Regions from separate parts of the Mus musculus genome. Here region 1 is linked to region 2. The links are chromatin contacts, called in public promoter capture Hi-C maps. All regions are on one chromosome and are shown on one strand. Each heading gives the region's core, a stretch centred on a gene start, on an enhancer-like site or on the middle of the called end of the contact. The rest is flanking DNA. Distances are from core to core; before and after follow the strand shown. Region 1 holds the start of Syt16 (synaptotagmin XVI). Region 2 overlaps Prkch (protein kinase C, eta).

Region 1 (4,368 bases), core at 840-3,339, 260 kb before region 2:
CAAATAGAAACTACTTGGAACAAAATTACCCATTACCTCAAACATAGCTCAAAATACCTCTGAGTAGCACCATTTACAACGCACACCTAGGCGCGTAACCATTTCATAATAACTTACTGGAAACCAACTGAGTATCCCAACTTCTCTTGAAACTGCCCTTCAATCTATGACTTTGCGTCTGGACACAGGACAGTCTCTCCGAGTTCTCATCCTTTTTGTGTGTAAAGACTGTTTTCCAGACAAATATATATATAAATACCTCTGTGTCCTACCTATACTCACAAGCTATAATCACAGAGAAGCTTCCTTGGGATCCCTTCCAAGAACGACAGAGCACAACAGGCTGCCCTCTGCCTGGCTTTACAGCTGGGTTTTCCCTCAAGGAGAAATGTAAGGAGGCGAGAACCCCGAAACAAAAGCAATCAGGCAACATCGAGGCAGATTGTACCCAGGTTTGATGCATCTTAGTGAGGCCATCTCCTCACTGTGTGATGGTGTTCCCCGTCCCCCTGCCTCTCACCTGACATCCCCTTACCTGAAGAACTGAAGATAGAAATTCTGTATCGCTGGAACTCTTTAGTTACCATTTACACAAATAAGGGCAAGTGCAATTGTTTCTTTGTTAATAAAAATCTAAATGTATAGCTTCTTCCCCCTAGACCTACCTAATGTGTATACTTTTGTCCATAGAAGCAGAGCTGAGAGCAAAAAGGGTTGTCTCTAGTAGTTAATTTTGTGCCACCCCCTGATCTACAGAAAGCAGAGAGGGTCCATTGGTGTCGCCACACAAACGAAATGATGGCGAATGGGAGATGAGTGAGCAACCACACACATGTCCATTTCTCTTGCATGCCTACTACTTATGAGATAGATACCCATCACTTTCCCGGGTATGGCAGGCTCACTACGCATGTGTATACACATAATCTACACATACATATACTTTTTTTGAAACAGGGTTTGTAACTTGATATCCTCCTGCCTCAGCCGCTCAAGTCCTGGGATTACTGACTTGAGCCTTTAAATCCAACAGCCACAGTTTTAAGGTTGGGAACAGGGCCACAATCCCACTACTGAGGGACTTGGGATATAAAAATGTCATCATAGCTTTTAACTCGAAACTGTGCATCCTCTGTACTGTATGCAAGCTGTGTTCTTGACTGAATAATGATAAGTTTGAAGGAAAAAATAATGAAATTTTGACCCTCAACACCTATTTTGTCCCCTCTCATCTCTCAAAATTGCCTTATTATTGTCTGTAATCACATGGTACATTCAGTGAATGAAGTCCCTACTGTGTGCCATGACTTTTGCTGAGGACTTTAGATGCTAAGTCTAAGACAAGTGTTGTGACTTATTTTACTCTGCACTCCTTTTGAGGTTCCACTAACAGGTCAAGCTACAGCTACATGTAACCAGTTTTCTTAGCGGTAACCCTAATTTCCAAAAACAGCAGCAAAGACTCCAAGATGCCAACAGCAGGCCAGCCTGAAGCCTTGCAACTCTTCCAGTCTTCGGTGTCAACCTTCCTTCTCTGCACGCCCCTTTCATTCACTCTCCATGGCAGCCAGGCAAGGTCTGTGGCTTCAGAGCCCCAGAACAGAGCCCAGTGGGGCCACCCACCAGGAAGAGGGCGTGCCAATCTGACCCAGAACTCCAGGAAAACCTTGAACTCACAGCGCCCCAATACTGGGCTCCCTAAAAACTGGCTGTGGGCCTGGAGGCAGTCCCCAAAGGGCTGCGAGGCCCAGCCCTGCTGCCTTCAAGCATCAAGTGTCCCCTCCAGTCGGGTGCTGCATCCCTCCTGAGAGGTCCTCGGATCCCCAACCCTATCCAGTCCTGTCAGCCATAGCAGGTGATGGGCACGGTAACAAGGGCGGGCTCCGGAGATGGGGTACCCGGTCGCTGCCCCCGCGAGCTGGGCACAAAGGCAGGCGCGCGCGGGAGGAGAACTTGCCACCCCGGATGCCTTGCCCCCGCCCCCGGGGAACCCCGCACTTACTGTCAGTCGCCATGGTCGCGTCGGGGGGTTGCAGGGCGGCCGCCCGCGGCTGGGGTACCCACGCCGCGCCCGGCCGCGCGCGTTCTCGACAGGCCCCGCGCGCTCGAGGGCCGCGACGCGCACAGACGCTCCCGCCGCGCGCCCCCGTCGCGCCGCCCCGAGCCCCGTGGTGGCTGCCAGCTGGGTCGCCCCCGCCAGCGTCCCCACACCCTAGCGGAGCCGACCGCCACCGAACCTGCCCTGCCCAGCCCGTAGCATCATCCCTCCCTAAGACAAAGCAGCTAGCAACCTGGCCCGCTCCTCTCCAGGTTTCTTGCCCGCTCTATTCTCCCGCTGAACAAACACTTGGTATCCTGCCTTGCTTTTTTCAATTCATCCGGGCCTGGTGCTTCTTTCCAGCAATGTCGACCCTGAGCCCTAGCTCAAAGGAGCAAAGCAGGGAGCAGGTGGGGGAGAGAGAAGCAAGGATCACACAGGTGCCTCCTGTGTGTGAGGACCAAGACTCCTCTCATCCTCTTGTTTTGTCTCCAAGGTGAAAATAGAGCCTTGTGTGTAGTAGGCTATCAGATCTCTATTAAGCGACTTAATGGAGGACTCTAACTGGAAACCTGCGTGAATTAATGAGTTAGTGAATAAATGGCCAATTAACTAATTAGATGTGAACAGGATGGGTGACTAACGAGTGGATAATTGCGAGCCAGACCACAGGCGGCTCCGATGACTTGTATTAAAGGACCAGCTCCACGAGAAAAGCAATCAGTATTGCCTCAAGGACCATCGCGGTTAAAAGGACTTTGAAATGAGTCCACCTGTGGGCGTTTGTTCGCAGTACATCTTGTTGAATGCTATAAACCAATTACTGAAAGATCCTTGCTATATTTAGGGACCAGTAGCAAATGAGAAACCACCACCACATGGGGAAGCATCAAGTGGCTCAAACTCAAAGCCTAAGCACGGGAAGGCATTGGGTTTTTGTTTTTCGTTGTTGTTTGTGCAGGCACGATGCCTTTGGTCGGCTTGAGGCCACTCATTTAACCCAAACAGTAAGGATGCCAGTGGGCGTCATCTCAGGCATCGCTGGGCACCAACAGAATTCAGGTGCAAAGCAGAATCAGAAACAGTTGCCGTCTGACCAGGTGGGCAAAGGAAAATACCGGAAAACAACAAAAGGGTCCTCTCTGATCAGTCCACAGGATGTAGGTGAGGGAGTCAGCACGATGAGGGTGAACCGCATCCACATTCTGCTGGCTGCGGCTTTCATTTTAATCTGTTTACGGCACATGTGATTCTCAAGCATAGACACCAGGTTCATGTTTTAGTTCTAACAACCCTCGGTGGTGATGGTAGGTCCCCAAACAAAGAGACACAAGAAGAGCATTAAAAACGCCTCAAGAACTGTGAACCTGTCTGAAGCTCGAAAATCTTCATCTTAAGCTATTTTGATCATCAAGGTAGAGAGGTGGGTTTGGCTCCAAGGGGCAGAACATTGGTGAAGCTCTTTAGTCATTAAAGTGTTTTTCTAAATTATAAGAGGGATAATGATGACCCAAAGCCTGGGTTTCATGAGTGACATGTGGGCAGTAGAACCAGACGACACCTAGAAAGGGCTAAGAAACTAGTGGACTTAAAGATTGGAGGTCCTACGTGTGACAACAGTCTCAGAAGGCTTGGCACTAAATGAAGGGAGATTCAGGAGGGCGGACTTGATATGAGGTTTATTGTCATGAGATAAATGATTGTTCTATAAGATAGATAATCCACACATCCAAATGTGTTCAAGAAAAAAAATATATTCTTTTCTTCTGTATAATCAAATTTAGCCTCTGACCCAAGTGGCCATTGTTAGGAAGTTTGATTTCAGGGAGTCAATTCTATGAATCCAGGTTTGTCTGTGGTAATCCCTTCTCCCACTTGAGAGGTTACAAGCAAGTTTGGGGGTAAGCACTGGGTAACATGGAGGTGTACCGAAAGGCATCGGGTACCATCTGTCCTTAGCACTATAGCAGTATCTACCACACAGCCACAGGTCACATGCAGCTAAAGAGAGCTCTGAATGTGGTCAAAGACAAGATTGTAAACTGACTTAAAAGTATGAGATTTTGTGTGTGTGTGTGTGTGTGTGTGTGTAATAGCATCACAGTGTCAAAATGTTGGGCACCCCTGGGCACACTTTGAAGATCTCACTCACGGGTGGCCACCAGTTACCAGTTCATGCATGGGACAGCCACTGCTTCCCACCCTGTCACCCACCTCTAAACTCCTCACAAGTCTTTTTCTCTTCAATTTTTCCATTGCCCTTGAAGGGAAACACATGAGTATTTGCCCACACCATTCTGAACAGACAGGAAAGTCTATAGAGCATCAAG
Region 2 (4,284 bases), core at 1,103-3,602:
GCTTCATCTCAAAACTGCCCTTGCCCCGACCTCAGCTTTCCTCAGATGTGACTTCATCCCAGCCATTTCCCGGGCTCCCATCCTGATCACATGGAATCTTCACAATTTCTTAGTTTCCATGCCTCTATCCTTCCTGCTCTAACCTATCTGGCAGGTGCGCCCTACATTGACACAGGTTCAAGAGGTGTTCCTTCCTCAAGGCCTTCCCATCAAAATGACTGCCTTTTCTGTGCTCTTGTTGTATTGCCTACATTAAGCCTTTAAGACATCGTGTATGTGTGCACATGTGTGTGCACTCACACACACACACACATACACACATGGTTCAAAGCCCCAACAGACAAATTCTTGTGAAAGTGTCTCTTATCTCATTTGTCTTGAGTTTCAAAAGCAAACACAGTAGACAGCAGGTGCTCAGGGCTTATTCATCCTCATAATGGAATGGTGGAGAAATTTCCTTCATGGTTAAACTAGACCATGACTGACTAGACCATAGCCTAGTCTGCATCTGTGTGAGGCATCAGCCAAGCAGGGGCAAATGAGTACAGTGTCGTGTGCACAGCCTGGGGTGACGGGTCCAAACCAAGCGTACACTTAAACCACAAACAGTGTATTTATTCCATAACTCACAGCCCACCCCAAATACAGTAAGTGGAAACTCTATGTCCTGGTCCCTCGGAAGAGGACCAGTCAGGGGGCATCTTTCCGGAGTCTCTTCTGTCTCTACATGGCTCTGCAAACCGTGCATTGGCACAGTCTACCTCCCATGCTAAGAAGGTCCTCATTTGTAATAATATATCCATATGGTAACCCTTAAGCAAGACAAGTTAACTGCTACCAGTATTTTCATCTTTACCTCTGTAACATGGGAAAAACTAAGCCTGCTTTAATCTTAGATCAGATTCCCCAGTTCCTGGGAAGGAAATGACCCTGAATACAAAACAAGCCCACCAAGCAGAAGGAGCGGGGTAGGGGACTCAGGCAGAGTGGCTTCCCAGAGGCAGCAACAGAGGCTGCTAGACACAGCTAGCAGCTTCCAGCTTCCTCCTGCACACACAAGACTGATGTCTCACAGAAAGGAAAAGTGTGCACCTCCACCAGTCAGACATGTTACTGACTAGAGTCTACCTTCTCTTTCTCTTCCACTGTTGCTTGGGTCTTGATGATATCAGTGGCCAGTCTACCCTCCATCACTGTATCCCAAGAGGAGACATTGCTACCTAGGTAGACTTGTATTGCTACCTAGGAAACATGACTCCAACCTGAGCTGCTCTCGCCCTTCTGCTTCATCCCTCTCTTTTAGTGCCTCAGAAATAGGGAAGTTCAAAAGGTTGTGTCAGCTGCCAGTGCTGTTATACGGAATAAGTTAAAAACCATCAGCACTGGCGATTCTTGGAACCAGAGACACTGGTCTTTCAACACATTCCTCTTTTCAATAACTGTGTTAAAAGATGAAGGACCAAAGAGGAGACTTCTTTTTTTTTTAAGTTATTGAGGTATGATTGACCCCAAAAGATGCAAATACTTAGCACATACAATTTGGTATGTTTGGTTAAGTACCCATCCATGTAGTCATCACTACAACTGATGCATTAAACACCCATTATCTCCAAAATTGCTGCACTTCCCCTCCTTCTGTGCTCAGAGTACTCAACACAACACAAGATGAGCCCTCGTAAGCAAACTGAGAAACCATCACACGTTGTTTGTTATCAATCCCCGTGCTGTAGGACGGACTTCTGGAATTTATTTCTCTCTCATTACCGAAACTCTGAACACTTTGTTCAGCACCTCCCTCTAGATGCTGGCACCCACAAGGCTACTCTGCTTCTATGGGCCTGACTCTTTGGGATCACACAGTTAAATGAAATCATGCTGTTTGTCCTCCTTTGTCCGGCTTGCCTGAATTAGTGCCATATCCCTTAGGACCATCTTCACCGCTATAAAGGACAGCGTTTCCCTCCTCCTCTTAAAAAGCTAAGTCGTGTTCCAAGGCAAATTCCCTTCATCCATTGGTTGATGGACATTTAGGTTATTTCAATATTTTGGTTGACATGAATACTGCTATGATACACATAAGGGTCCAGATGTTTTAGTCTGTCCTTTGCTGTTATAACAGAACACCCGAGGCTAGGACAATGTATAAAAGAAAAGCGTTTATTCAGCTTGTGATTATGAAGCTGAAAGTCTAAGACTGGACAGACACATGTGGCAAGGTCCCTGTGCTACCAGGGCACAGCAGAAAGGCCAAGGCAGATGCCAGGTGCAGAAGACACAGAGAACAAGGGGCCACTGTGTGTCCCTGCAACAACAAATTCAGTCTGTTAAGAACTCTATCAACCTCTCTTTATGTCCTAAGGGCCTCCCCTGTGTCTTTGAGACAAGGTCTTACTGTGCAACCCTGGCCAGACCAGCGCTCACTGTGTAGATCAGCCACCTTAGAAGTCATTCACCTCTGTCTCCTGAGTGCCAGCATTCAAGGTGTGTGCGCCGCACCAGCCTAATCATTTCTTAGAGTCTTTCAACACTGTTACATCAGACGCTGAACTCCAAGACAGGTTTTGGAGGGGACAAATTACATCCACATAGCAGGAGGGTGACTGTTTCCTATGCTGTGCAGAGCCCACTAGTCGGTTGTAGTCTTTTCTCTATTTGTTTGTTTGTTTCTGGTGTAACAGGAAAGAAGACCTTAGCAGGGAAATGTAGGCAGTGCACAGGAGAGGAAGAGGGAGAGGGAGAGGGGGAGGGGGAAGGGAGGGAGAGGGAGAGGGAGAGGGGGAGGGGGAGGGGGAGGGGGAGAGGAGGGGGTGAGGATGTGTGTGATCTCCAAAAAGAACAGAGGCAGTAGTTTCACTTAAACACCAGTGATTTGTAAGAGGCCTCTCCGAAGGCCTCCACCAGTAGGAACTGTTACTACTATTTCATCAAATGCCTATTGAGGAAGAGCCACTGTGTGAAGGATGGAAGGATTCCCCTTATATCTTCTTTCCTCTTAGTCTGGGAATAGGGGATGTCAGCCAGTTAACAAAGCCTTCTCTCCTTCGTAGGGGCTGTGAAGAAGATGGACTCCACATCTCTGAGTTTGCTGACAGTGAAAATAAGCTTCCTGGGAGGGTGGGAGGCACAGACTGGCTAGGGAGACATGGAAGAAGAGCTCTCCTGGAGAAGGCTCACCTAGGAATTGCAAACTTAGCTGGAGCAGGGGTAGCACTTCGGGCTAGCAAACCAAGTGAATGGGGACAGTGCTCCCCTTGGCCTAGGCTGGGGTATAGGAAGCCACTCCCACGCATAGAAATGCCACGAGGAAAGACAGGATCCTACTGTTTCCCCAAGTGCTTAGATTACCCACTGGTTCTCCTTGAGCAGTCTTTCTGCCCAGACATAGAGAGTTCAATGTTTCCAACCAGGTGGAAAACACTCAGTACACTGGAAAATTCTAGCACTGCCCTAGTTTCTGAGACACCCCCCCCCCAACCGAGATCTACTGAAATTAAAAAATTATTACATTTATTTATTTATTTATTTATTTATTTATTTATTGTGTGTGCCTATGCATATACCCATGTGCACTGGGCATGCCCCCTCGGAGACAGTGTCCTTATCAAGGGGACTGCAGAGGGAGTGCTCACTGGCTGCTTCATTCCTATACACCAGAAAAAAAAAAAAAAAAACTCCCACAAGACATCAATAGACCCGCATCTTGATCTTAAACTTCCCGCACTTTAGACTTGTGAGAAGGACGCGTCTGTTGTGTATACATCAGACCGTGGTATTTTATTATAGCAGTCTGAACCGGCTAAGAAATACTTTAGACGATAAATAATGAAAAGCATGGAGGGTTTTTTGTCTGTCACTTCTCCTCCTTTAGCTCGAGGAAACAAAGTTGCAAACAAGAACCATTTCTTTCTACTCTAGTCATTACTTTTACTTCTTTATGGTTTTATACAAGGATCTAGATCCCTGGAGAGATGACCTATCTTGGTCACAGGTGCATTCCCAAGTCCACAGTAGGTTTCAGTGAATACTGTTGAATGAATGGGTGGATGAATAGATAAATAATGAATTCAAAGTTGCAAGCACAGATAAATGTATACCTCGTGCAAATAAAGTCAAGCCTCTGCACCTGTGGATTTGTAGCCATGGGTCACAACACTCAGGAACAAGAGTTCTCTCTGGAATGAACATGGATAGACTTTTCCCCTGCTATTTCGCTTTGAAATACCACGTAGAGATGGATTTAAAGTAAATGGGAGGATTTGTATGGGTGACATGCAAATACTCTAT

The links. Promoter capture Hi-C pulls out the DNA fragments that hold promoters and counts their contacts.
Region 1: a contact with region 2 is called in a promoter capture Hi-C map of neural stem cells. The contact joins the promoter of Syt16 here to the enhancer-like site in region 2. A contact is called at or near these places in 14 of 39 promoter capture datasets (the 3T3-L1 cell line, the C10 cell line, HPC-7-derived erythroid cells and 10 more), 1 of 484 Hi-C or Micro-C datasets (bone marrow-derived macrophages), 8 of 115 datasets of contacts at active chromatin or transcription factors (cardiomyocytes, craniofacial prominence, embryonic basal ganglia and 5 more) and 1 of 9 other capture datasets (embryonic stem cells).

The regions. Positions count from the first base shown.
Region 1 is chr12:73,995,498-73,999,865 of GRCm38.p6, reverse strand. Syt16 (synaptotagmin XVI) reads right to left here and starts at 2,089. Exons shown (of 8, transcript NM_001364282.1): 1 at 2,003-2,089.
Region 2 is chr12:73,734,174-73,738,457 of GRCm38.p6, reverse strand. All of the region lies in intron 10 of Prkch (protein kinase C, eta), which reads right to left. Among named protein-coding and RNA genes, the nearest start is that of Gm34189, 46 kb to the left of the region's middle. Within about 2 kb of position 2,352, at least 18 of the 459 cell types and tissues checked have an H3K27ac peak or open chromatin away from gene starts, as enhancers often do. A contact at or near this core is called in bone marrow-derived macrophages and neural stem cells, where this site is marked.